Linked DNA regions of Sus scrofa: region 1 is linked to region 2. The links are chromatin contacts, called in public HiChIP or PLAC-seq maps. All regions are on one chromosome and are shown on one strand. Each heading gives the region's core, a stretch centred on a gene start, on an enhancer-like site or on the middle of the called end of the contact. The rest is flanking DNA. Distances are from core to core; before and after follow the strand shown. Region 1 holds the start of FGFR1OP2 (FGFR1 oncogene partner 2). Region 2 holds the start of STK38L (serine/threonine-protein kinase 38-like).

Evidence for each region. HiChIP or PLAC-seq counts read pairs in DNA pulled down with a chosen protein or histone mark.
Region 1: an H3K27ac HiChIP or PLAC-seq map of alveolar macrophages shows a contact between it and region 2. The contact joins the promoter of FGFR1OP2 here to the promoter of STK38L in region 2. A contact is called at or near these places in 4 of 47 Hi-C or Micro-C datasets (heart right ventricle, liver and skeletal muscle) and 2 of 2 datasets of contacts at active chromatin or transcription factors (alveolar macrophages and skeletal muscle).

Annotation. Positions count from the first base shown.
Region 1 is chr5:46,819,919-46,825,705 of Sscrofa11.1, forward strand. It overlaps FGFR1OP2 (FGFR1 oncogene partner 2), which reads right to left and starts at 4,144. Exons shown (of 6, transcript XM_005664032.3): 1 at 3,828-4,144. It overlaps INTS13 (integrator complex subunit 13), which reads left to right and starts at 4,592. Exons shown (of 17, transcript NM_001243595.1): 1 at 4,592-4,781; 2 at 5,718-5,787. The coding sequence starts at 5,729.
Region 2 is chr5:46,571,674-46,577,314 of Sscrofa11.1, forward strand. STK38L (serine/threonine-protein kinase 38-like) reads right to left here and starts at 3,043. Exons shown (of 15, transcript XM_021092164.1): 1 at 2,935-3,043.

The sequences.
Region 1 (5,787 bases), core at 2,894-5,393, 250 kb after region 2:
GAACCTGAGGAATATCACCTTACATTGTTTTTTGGTCAATGGGATAAGGCTATCCCCATTTTATCAATGAGGAAATAGATTTGGGATTTCAAAGGTAAGGAGCTGACTGACAGCACCATGTAGCAAGGAAGGAGCCAGGATGGTACCAGAAATAGAACTTCTGACCCACTGTAGTGCAAACTCATGAGCCAAGGTGGATCTCAAGGGCTCTGTTTGCTTTTACCCACACAAAACCTATTTTGGCCTCCTGGGTGGGAAAACAAAGCAAATTCTTTGACTCTACCAATAAGACTTCCAAAATATTATAAAAATTGAATTTAAAACCAACAATAGAAAAGAAATGGGAGTGTGACAAAAAAAATAACAAATTTCTAATATTTTTCCTTATGACCTAGCACCTATTCTAACCAGCCACCACAGTTAACTATAAGACTGTTAAAAAGAAGACAAAAGGCCCCAAATGGAGTCACTTATGCTCAGCCCCACATGACCAAACCAAGACTTTGCTTGGAATCTCAGCCTTGTCCAGAAATGGAAACTTAAATCAGTCAATCTAGAATCACCCAGTCAGCATGAGTGAGGTCATCTCACAAGTAAGGCCTGACAGACCTTTGCCATGCCCTAAAGGAAAGTAATCTTGTCACAACCAATCTGCTTTTTTCTAGTATAACTTCCTTGTCCCACTCCCTTCTCCTATAAAAAAGTCTTTAATTTTGTTCAGTTCTTTGTAACTCCTTCCTATCTGCTAGATGGGCTGCCTGATTCATGAATCTTTGAATAAAGCCAGTAAGATCTTTAAAGTTTATTCAGTTGAATGTTGTTTTTTAACAGGACCAATTTGGCTTTTAAAAGTTATGATTAACATCTACTTTAAAAAACATTCTTGGGATTGTAGAATGAAATACCACTATTGGAGTTCCCATCATGGCTCAGTGATTAATGAACCTGACTAGCATCCATGAGGACAGAGGTTCGATCCCTGGCTTTGCTCGGTGGGTTGAAGATCCGGTGTTGCTGTGAGTTGTGGTGTAGGTGGTAGACATGGCTTGGATCCTGCGTTGCTGTGGCTGTGGCGTAGGCCGGCAGCTACAGCTCTGATTCAGTCCCTAGCCTGGGAACCTCCAAATGCTGCGGGTGCAGCCGTAAAAAGCAAAATAAATAAATAAATAAATAAACAAAACAAAAAATACTATTATCAAAATGAACTACATTTAAAATTTGTTTGTAACTATAAAAACATTCCTATTCAGAGAAAAGAATTATAAACAGCAGGTAATTCAAAGTATACTTTTATTAGCATTTCAGAAAAACAGTGACACGAAGTTTCTAAGAATCCGCATGTTCATTTCCTGTATGTGAAACCACAGAAAAGTTTAAAATATTTTAGAATATGCATTTACTTTGCCACCTTTTCTTTGAAAACCATTGTGCTTTTCCTCCCTTTTTTGGCTGCTAACTGGAATGGGAAGACTGTTTTCCATATTCTCGAACATGTTTTAAATTTTAAAAAAGACTCTAGTTTTTAAAAAAGATATTCTCAATTTATTTGTCCATTCTTACAGTGAATGTCCTAACTAGTCCCAGTGTACTTGCTTAACAATATCTTCAACAGGCAGGTTCAAATTATAGGTGAAATTTTTTAAACACAGTTCCCTGCTCCCCTGCTCCACATTAGCCACATTCTCGCCCACTTTACCACCCAAAGACATTCATAACCAGACTCCTGGCAGAGGGTTCAGAACATTCTGCTGATGATAAAAGAAAAACTACCACCCACCCAAGATTGCAACTGCCAGCTGTTTAGTTTTGGATTTTGGTTAGGAAAAATTCACTCTTCTTTCTTTTTTATCCACAAATCCATTATAGCTAGAACTACAGAGAAATACTGTGACCACTGACATACCATAAATGTGTCTATGAACACCAACAGTCCAGTTCAGTTACAAAATTTTATCAGATTACTTAGGAAGGTGCCTCTAAAGTTAATTAGTAGGTAATATTAACTGACACATATGGAAATAGAAAAATAAAAAGCCATAGTTAAAGCTTTCTTAGAAGCCCAAGTCTAAAAAGATCAAGAAAGAAAACATGTAAATTATGTATTTTAGAAAAGCATCTCATACAGACATATCATTGTATGAGAAAGTACAAGAAATTTTCACTGTCCTTGAAAATGGTGGAATGAACACATTTGGAGCTTTATGAAGAAAATGAATTTTTAAAGGAAGAACAGAATTTGAAAGTAAGGACACAGAAGAATTTTTTTTTTTAACTACATGCTACTTGGAATTGTAGCTAAATATAAGTTGCACATACATATGTTCAAACAGGAAAGACAATTCAGCAAAGGACTAACCTAATCTTGATTATTTCTAACCTATGGGCAAGGATTCATTGGAAGAGTTACATGGATATACTTACACCAAGCATGGTCTATAGTCTAAATATTTCTCATACATATATATCCCACTATTTTTTTATAGGCAGAGACTGGTAATAATAAAATACAAAATCATTTAAAAGCATAGAAGTTTTTTGCTACTATGCACAACCTCAACAAATAGATATTAAAAGTACAACTCCTTGTGTGTTGGGGTAACAAGGTTCCTCATATTCAAAACAGGTCAGGGTTCTATTACATTATAAATACGCATACACACACATATATATATAAATAATATCTGCTATGTGCCAAGCATTGGACGAACTTCTGTTAGAGAAAGATAAGACATGATTCCAGCTCAAGCGCAAACGGGCACAAGAGACAGATACTTGAACAAATAATGTCTCACACAATCTAAAAAACACTGCAAAAGGACTATTTTAAGTGCTTTGGGAGCACGGTGGTACTATCAGTGTCACCTGGAGGAATCTGAGAAGTCTATGAATTGGATCTTGATAGGTGCTTTTTAAAAAAAGGAAGAGTAAGCATTAAAGGCAGATGATGCAGCATATACAAAGGCTTGTGAAAGCGTTGGAGAAACAGCCAGTAGTCTGGCATGACAGGATACTGAGGTATTTGGAGGCGAGGCAAAAAAAGACGGAAAAGGTAAAGTGGATTAGGACACACAGTAAAAGGTCCTAAGTGATATACTTAACAATTTGGTCAGCAATATCGATACTAAAAAGGTGTAAAGAAAGGGTTGATATAAACAGATTTTGTATTTCAGAATGGCAGGGAAGGATGACGGTAGGGAAATCAGTTGGGGGTGGGCAATGATTCTGGTCAAAGAAGAAATACCATAGTGCAGTGAAAGTGGAAATAAGCCAAGGATGAGCCTTAGGTTCCTAATCTGGACAGCAGGATGGATACAGGTATACCATCATTTGAGATGAGATACAGAAGAAAGGCAGGAAGAAAACCAGGAAAAGATAGGATTCTTTGGAGGGCAGCTTCAAGGCAGTATGATTATCCAGGAAGAGAACTAGGAAAAGAGCAATACTTCTTGGAGGGCGGTTTCAAGAAAGAAGTAATGATTAACCAAGTCATCTTCTGCAAAGGGGTAAACTGAAAACTGAAAAGGACGCCTCTTCCATCCCTGCCGACCACCCCCACCCCGCCTCGCAAATGCTGAGCTCCCAGGTGGGTTAGGCAGGAAGAAAACAGAGACGAAAGGTGTGTCCACAAGATTTGGGCCAAGGGTTTCCATCAAACTTTCCGTACCTCAGCTCCGGAAAGACGGTCTCAGAGCTGAGAACAGAGAGGAACTACCGCGCCCAGGCACGGGCAGCCGGTGGTTCAAGAGGTGGGGCAAAGAGCACCGTCAGGGGAAGGAAGCTTCCGACTCTCTTAAACCCGCTCTGGTCCCTGGACTGATTCCACTTACTCTGATCTCAATCCCTCGCAGCCGTCAGCTGTGGCGACTAGGACTCAAAGCCTCTGCCAACGGGGACCTATGCACCCAAGGGAAGAGACTCCTCTCGCTTGTTCAGCTTCTTCAATAGCAGACGCAGACCCCAGCAGAGGTAGTGTTGGGGCAGATGGGAGGGTCATAGGTGATCAGTCCCATTACTGGTCAGGGTAAAAACCTCCGCTCACCGCCTCCGACCTGCGCTCTCAGAGCGCCTCAACCTCGCGAGACTTCCTCCCTCGCGTTACCGTGGGGGCAGAACCCGGCGATTTACTTGAGGCCTCTAGCTGACATGCGCAAGAGGTAGGGGCGGGGCACTTATACGTCCCTCCCCACTGATCCACATTCTGGCTTTTGCTCGGCCTCTCGCTAAGTCTCGCGAATTTTGCTTGGGGAAATCGGCCTGGGTTGGAGAGACTGAGAAGGGAGACCTGGTGGGAGGGCCTTACGCTTAGGGGACCGTGGCTGCTTTAGCTGGTGCTGTGGTTGGTACTTCGCTGTGGGGAGGTTCTCAGGTCGCCCGGATCAATCTTCCCAATGGGTGACTGGGAAAATTAGCGGATAGAAAATCCTGATGGTTGGAGGCATTCTTTTCCCCTTGGCTCCGCCCTCTTCCTGTTAGAGACCTTAGTGTCTGGCCCACCGAGGGGGAAGGGCAGCTTGGCGGGGCTGTCAAGGGCGCTTTGCGCACGCGCCAGTCCGAGTGTGTGAGTGTTTGTGTTCACGCGCAGGCGCGCGCGCGCTCCTGCATTTAGGAAGCCTGGGAAGGACCGGTGTGCTAGGAGATGAGCGGGGAAAACCTAGTCCCCGGTCTTTGGTACCAGACATTCCTGACTGTGCGCTGACCCTCCCCACCCAGCCAGCAGCCTTTTCCAGAGAGGCTGTGGTTCTTAGCCTCTGTTCGTTTTCACTGCAAGACCAGGCACGAAAGTAAGCGAACCTCGATCCTGAGATCTTCCCTATCCACTCACCTTGTACTTTCCACCCCCCACCCTCTGGCAGAGTGTGTCTAGGTTTCTCAAAGAAGAGTTTTGCATGAAGGGGAAATGCGTTTGAAAGCGGCCGGGCTGTAAAAAATCGGTTCGTTTTGATGAACACTTTTGCTCTGTTTACCATGTGCTTTTCGAATGTGAATTGTCTATTCGGTATAAGATTGTATTAGCGAAGCAAGGGAGTTTTTGTAAGAAAGTTTTAAAAGTTCTTTCTCCCATCAGTGTGATAATAGCACATAAGTTTTTCTGTTCTACATGATAAATTACTGTGGTGTTTCTAAAGCTAATGGGGAGAGTGTGAATTTGAGGTCCTTATCCTAATGCGAAAATCTAATAATGCAGTTATCCTAGGAAATGTTTATGTTTGGGGCTTCCCTTTTGTTGTCACTCCTCTTTCCAGTTTCCAAACCTTTTTTCAGAAGTCTTGAGATTTTTTTTGGAGGGAAGCCCAAAAATGCTGACCTGGGTTGGTTTGCAGGTTTTTATGTGATTGATGTCAACTCACAAGGATCATCAAAAGTGTATTTGAAGAGTATTTGTCGCTATTATGTGTTATGTAAGGGAAACAAGTACGATTATTTGTAGAAATGTTTTCTTCTGACAAATTTAAGTTCATTCCAAAAGCAAAAATATATATATACATGGGTTGTAATCTTGCCTGTGACAGGTTAATATGGTGTAGTTCATCCCTTGAATTGATAGTTACTCTATGGTCATGACCTCATTAAATTTGTCCTTTGTTGGATAAATTCCTTTGAATACTGATTGTTCATGTCCCCTACCAAATCTTCTTGAGGAAAAGACACATTCATTAGAAATAATTTAAGATAGTAAATGTTATGTATGTTTGGCTAATGTATTTTATCCCTTACAGGTTAAAACAAAATGAAGATTTTTTCTGAATCCCATAAAACAGTATTTGTTGTGGATCACTGCCCTTACAT
Region 2 (5,641 bases), core at 1,793-4,292:
GTAGAAAGTAACCCATCACTCCTCGGCTCCTGCACAAAATGCACTGTGATTATAGTTAATTGGGTGTATTTCCTTCCCATTAGGTTATACTTCCTTGAAGATAAGAGAGCACAGCTAATCTGAGTATACAGGGCAGTAAATCCCATTCACTGCTACCCTTCAGTTCCCTCTCTCTAAAAGTTCTGAACCATAACACCATGTGAATTAGCAAACCTTTACCTGGAGACAGAATTTTTTTTTTTTTTTTTTTTTTTTTTTGCCTTTTGGAGCCACACTCACAGCATATGGAGGTTCTCAGGAAATGAGTCTAATCAGAGCTACAGTAATGCAGTACCTGAGCCTTGTCTGTGACCTACACCATAGCTCACAGCACCACCAAATCCTTAACCCACTGAGCAAAGGCAGGGATCAAACCCACAACCTCATGGTTACTAGTCAGATTCATTTCCGCTGTGCCACAACAGGAACTCCCTGGAGACAGAAATTTTATATAATCAGCACACTTAAGTACAGGGCATACATTGCTAAATAGTCTCAAGACTTAAACAAAAATTGGGGGGTGGGGAGGGAGGAAAAAGGATTCACTTAATATCTTTTAACTATTGACCAAGGTTATCTTACATTAATTTTTAAATTTTTCTTATGCTTTAAAGCATATGCTTTTATAAGCTGACTCATTATTTCATTCAAAAAGTCTATGGTGCTTTTAATATAAAAATACAGCAGCATAATCTCTGCATATGTCAAGTTTACCTAATCATAACTTGCCCATCTGCTGATTTTAATGTAATCTTGGGGGTGCTGGAGGACAATATGCTAGATTGATTCACTCTCCACTGTTTATGTAAAATAAAATGATTTTAACATTACATTGAGATGCAGATCTCTCTGGCTTTGATTTGCGCCCTCTTTTCTCTCTCAAAAGAGTGCCACACACATGCAAAAAAGCTTCCGACTTTTACAAGATCACTGGAAAACACCTTCCAAAGAGTTATCCAATTTCGCTAACATAATGATCTTGCCCTTACTTTGAGGGGACGGAACTTTTCTGAAAACAAATGGCTGAGTTGAGTCCATGGCTTTGTCACCATTTTCTACAAAGCACAATTCTTCCTTTGTTTTTATAGTGTCCTACCTTTTGAAATTAATTTTTTCGGCATAAAAATGGCTGAGGACTCCTTTTTATTTGCTCATTGGTCTCTATCCTTTGATTTACTCTGAAACAAACTCAAAATCAAAAGACTAAAAGAAGAACGGCACTCATTTAATGTGGTTTTTCTAAGTCTAATTTTTTTTCATTCCCCATGGCAGGGCGTTTTAAAGGATTACAAAAACTACACCCAATTTACTTCTCATTCTAAATATATCCCAACCAAATGGGAAATATTATCAGCCATCTTAACGAGGAGAACACCACAAAGCTAAGCCAGATCAAATTAAAAAAAAAAAAATTATGCATTGTACTTCCTTTGAGATCAGGATATTTTTACACAAAATTACTTTAATGAACCTTTGCAATGAGCAAATATCATCATACTTTAACGTTCTATTTTGGACTAACTTCTCTTCCATCAAATAGTCACAAGAGTGGCTAATTCACATACAATACCTCCCAGCTACTGGGTAGAGACTATAATAAACTTAATTGTTTTATATATCCTGAGGCAATACAAAGAAAGGCCAAACACAAAGAGGTTGCCAGTATCTATATGCATTTACGATTGAGACAAAGAACTTTGAAAAACCTTCCCTCCGTAAGGAAACTGAGCTTAAACAACAATAGACCCTGCCTCAAAGTAGGGAGACCTAACAAGCTTAAGCCCCCACCCCACTCACAGCCCCCAAAAGACAAGGTCTCTCTCCCATCTTACAGCTAGGAGACATAAAGTAAAACGCTTAAAAGTTGTTTCCTCAGATTTTAGTAGTTAGTAATAAAGCTATTACTCCGGCCACCTTTCCCGAGCAACTGGCTTCTATCAAAACTTATCACAAGTTTCATGAAATAGACAAGAGCTTTGGTTCTGCATTTTATCAAGTGAGGAACGGCAGCATCACCCTTTGGACATCCACTACTTCTAGCACCACCAGCTCTCCCGCCCCCCTCCTATTTCTTTTTATACTTTTCTTCCAAACTAAGGACCAGAAAAGCGGCCCCACAAAAGTAGCAACAGTAAACGGGAGGCCACCGCTTTTGAAAATAAACTTTTGTTCTTTTGCTATCAACCTGGCAACTTTTTAAAGGTGAAATGTCTCCTACTCAATCGGGTAGAGTCTTTCCTCTTCTCATACCAAACAAGCACTCGTTTGTCCCCGATAGCAAAGGTGAAAAAAAGGGTTGGGAGAAAACGATATTGAAAAGAAGGGTCTAGGGTTCCAGTGGCAGATTCCGAGACCGGTTTTGAACACTGTGGCTTCTGGGAGCTGGGCGGCTTTACAGTGTCTGAGAAATGTTTAGCAATCTGACGCATCAGTTTTTAGGAATGGTACACAAACAGCCCCCACAATCTAAGAGCTATGCCCAGAATCCTTCCCCTCAGTGGCACCAGCTGGAAGGCACGGGACGGGAAAGCTGGGGATACAGGAGAGGATCCGCGACATTTGTTATTGTTTACGAAGCCCAGGCAGGGACGGGGAGCAGGGTGCTCGGGGGCAGAGGCGTGGAAGGGGAAAGGAGCAGGGAAGGACAAAGATTCCTCCCTGGGATCAAGGCCACCTCTCCGGACACCTGGGGCCAGTAGCACTCCAGGGAACAAGAGGGCCAAGGCCGTCGCTGGAGCTTCACCGGAGGCATTTCCAGCCGCGAAATGAGCCCGTCTTTCCCTGGACACCCAAAGACACATAAAATCTCCTGCTCCGCTCACAGAGTTGGGGCTGGCACAGCGAGACGAGCCCCCCAGCGCCTGCCGCCTCAAAGCGCCGCATCCCCACACTCACCTGCCTCCGGTCGCGCCCGCGGCCGGCTCAGCCTCCGCACGGACCGCAACCGGCCCGGCGCCGTCCGCTCCCTGCTGCCCGCTCCGCCCTCGCCCCGCCCCCAGGAGGTGGGACCCGCCGCCGCTGCCGCGCCGGAATCTCGGGGTGGCCTCCTTGAACTCTCGCGAGCCCTCCCTGCTCGGCTTCTTGGTGGCTGGGCCGGTCCGAATCGGTCCTGACGTCATACGCACCACAGCCGGAAGTAGTCTTCTGTCGTCAACACCGCCCCCCGCCCCACCCCATCCACCTGCGCCTGGCGGTGGAGTTGTTTGAATGGTCACCGATTCCTCTCATCAGCCTCATCTCACTTCCCTCTACTCTGCCCAGAGCTAGTTCAGGCCACTCTTGGGAGTGGCCCTGTGTGTTGCTACATTAGTCACGTATTCTAAATGTCAACAGTTTTTCTTGATGCTTCACTATGCAATGCGAATGATAGAGATGGAAAGTGGCTTAGAGATAATTTTAGTGATTTGGGGGAACATTTTGCAGAGTAGGACAATGTGGTCAACAAAACTGGACTGACTGATCAAGCTGCCTAGTTAGTAGCTGTGAGATCTAGAAGCCACTCAGGTTTCTTGACCCTTTTCCATTTCACCATGACTCTAACAACTTGAGAGAGATTCGCATTTGGAAAAGCTGCCAAAAAACTCTGTGACATACATGAAAAACTTGCTCGAGTTATCTTGCTTGGGGAAAATCTTAAAATAACTGACAATACTGGGTTGCTTATTTAGGATAAGAAAACTATGAGAAAAATCACCATCCTGTAGTGTGCCTCAGAAAAGATGTTTGGGAGGATGATGCATTTGAGCTTAGGGAGAAAACTTACTGGACAAGCCAATGAAGAGACTCATTCCTAATTATCATTGAAAAATTTATCTTCTATCTGAATATTAGAGATTTTATAAAATACCATTAACTTTTAGACTGTTAAGACAATATGCAAAGCTGGCATTGTGCTTGCAGAAAATATAATTCAGAGATGCCAACCATTATCTTTAGTTTTGATGAGGGTAGGCAACGCACGTGAAAGACTTAGAGAAGAATCATAATATCATTTCTTTTTTTTACACTCTGCTTTCTCATATATACCTTGATAGTGGAAAAAGCACTATGTTGTCTGGTAATTAGTGTGTTCTTGAAGAAATCAGTTCTTCCTACATCATATGGTCATTTTAAGACACAAATGACAGTTGACATACGTGAAAATAAGAGGTTTAATTATAATCAAACATGCTTGACAGATGCCTGCACCCCATTCTCCCTCTAGTGCATACATACTAATTCAAGTGTGGTAGGATTGGAAACAGTTTATGGAGTATCCTATAGCAAGTTTATATTTTCAAATATGCCATAATATTTTCATAGCACTAGAGGAATGTGTAGGGTATTAGACTAGGGTAATGTGGGGCAGGGTACATCTTCAACTTCCAATTTCTAAATTGAGGCCATTCCAAACAAATTCCCCCAGGTTGTTGAAGGTGCCTGACCTGAATCAAATTAGAGCCAAGTGCCCTTTTGGAAGTTTGGTGAAATCTATAGGCCCTTTTGCAGAATAGTGTTTTTAAATGCATAAAAGAAACTACCTAGGGCTATAAAGGAAATTGCTTATATTAATATACAATTATTAAAATACCAAAAAATGAGTTTTTGTTATAGCTCTGTTGTAGGCAGCTCTTAAGATGACTCCCAGTAATCCTTACCTTCCAATATTTCCATCTTGCACAAACCGCTCCTGAGTGTGGGGTAAACCTAGTGATTTGGTTTTGAAAAAGAGAATACAGCAAAAATGAAGGGATGTCACTTCCATGTTAGGTTACAAAAGACTCTTGCTTCCATCTTGTTCATCCTCTCTTGCTCTATTTCTTACATACTCTGATGGAAACCAGCTGTCATGCTGTCCCCTGTCTCATGGAGAGGTCCATGTGGCAAAGAACAAAGCAAGGTCTTCAAGGAATTGAGGCACTCAGTCCAACAACCCAAGAGAAACTGAATCATACTCACAACCTCATAAGTAAGCCTGGAAGCAGATTCTTTTCCAGTGGAACCGTGAGATGACTGTAGCCCGAGGCGACATCTTGGTTGCAGCCTGGTAAAGAACACTGAGCTAACAGACATGGCTAATCTTACCTGATTGCTTGTCCACAGACACGGTGAAACAATACTTATTCATCTTTTTAGGCCACTAATGTGGTGGGAGGGGATTTATTACACTGCCATAGATAACTAATAGTTATGTATTTGCTCCTTTACTAATGCTTTAAGTAACAAGATCAGTACCTACAGTAATTTTGCAGTAGTGATGCACATAAACAGTATTTTGAGATATCTGCATCAACTTTAATGTGGTAGAAAATATGTGTGACTTCTATTGGGGACAAAGTCACAGTTTGCTAATGTTACTGTGGTTTACTGACTATATTCATGATGGAAGAAATGCTAATTTTCAATTAGGGCTTAGTAAAAAAAAATGTATGCACATGTATTATTATTTATGCAAATGCTTTATAGCTATATCTATATATAGATATATATTTAATGGGTATATTTATTTTTTCATCAAAATTCACAGACCCAGATTAAGAATGCTTGGCTTAAATAATAGATTTTTTTGGTAGGGCTTTCCAAAACTCTTATTATCAAGTTTCTTACTACCAATTGAAACTAA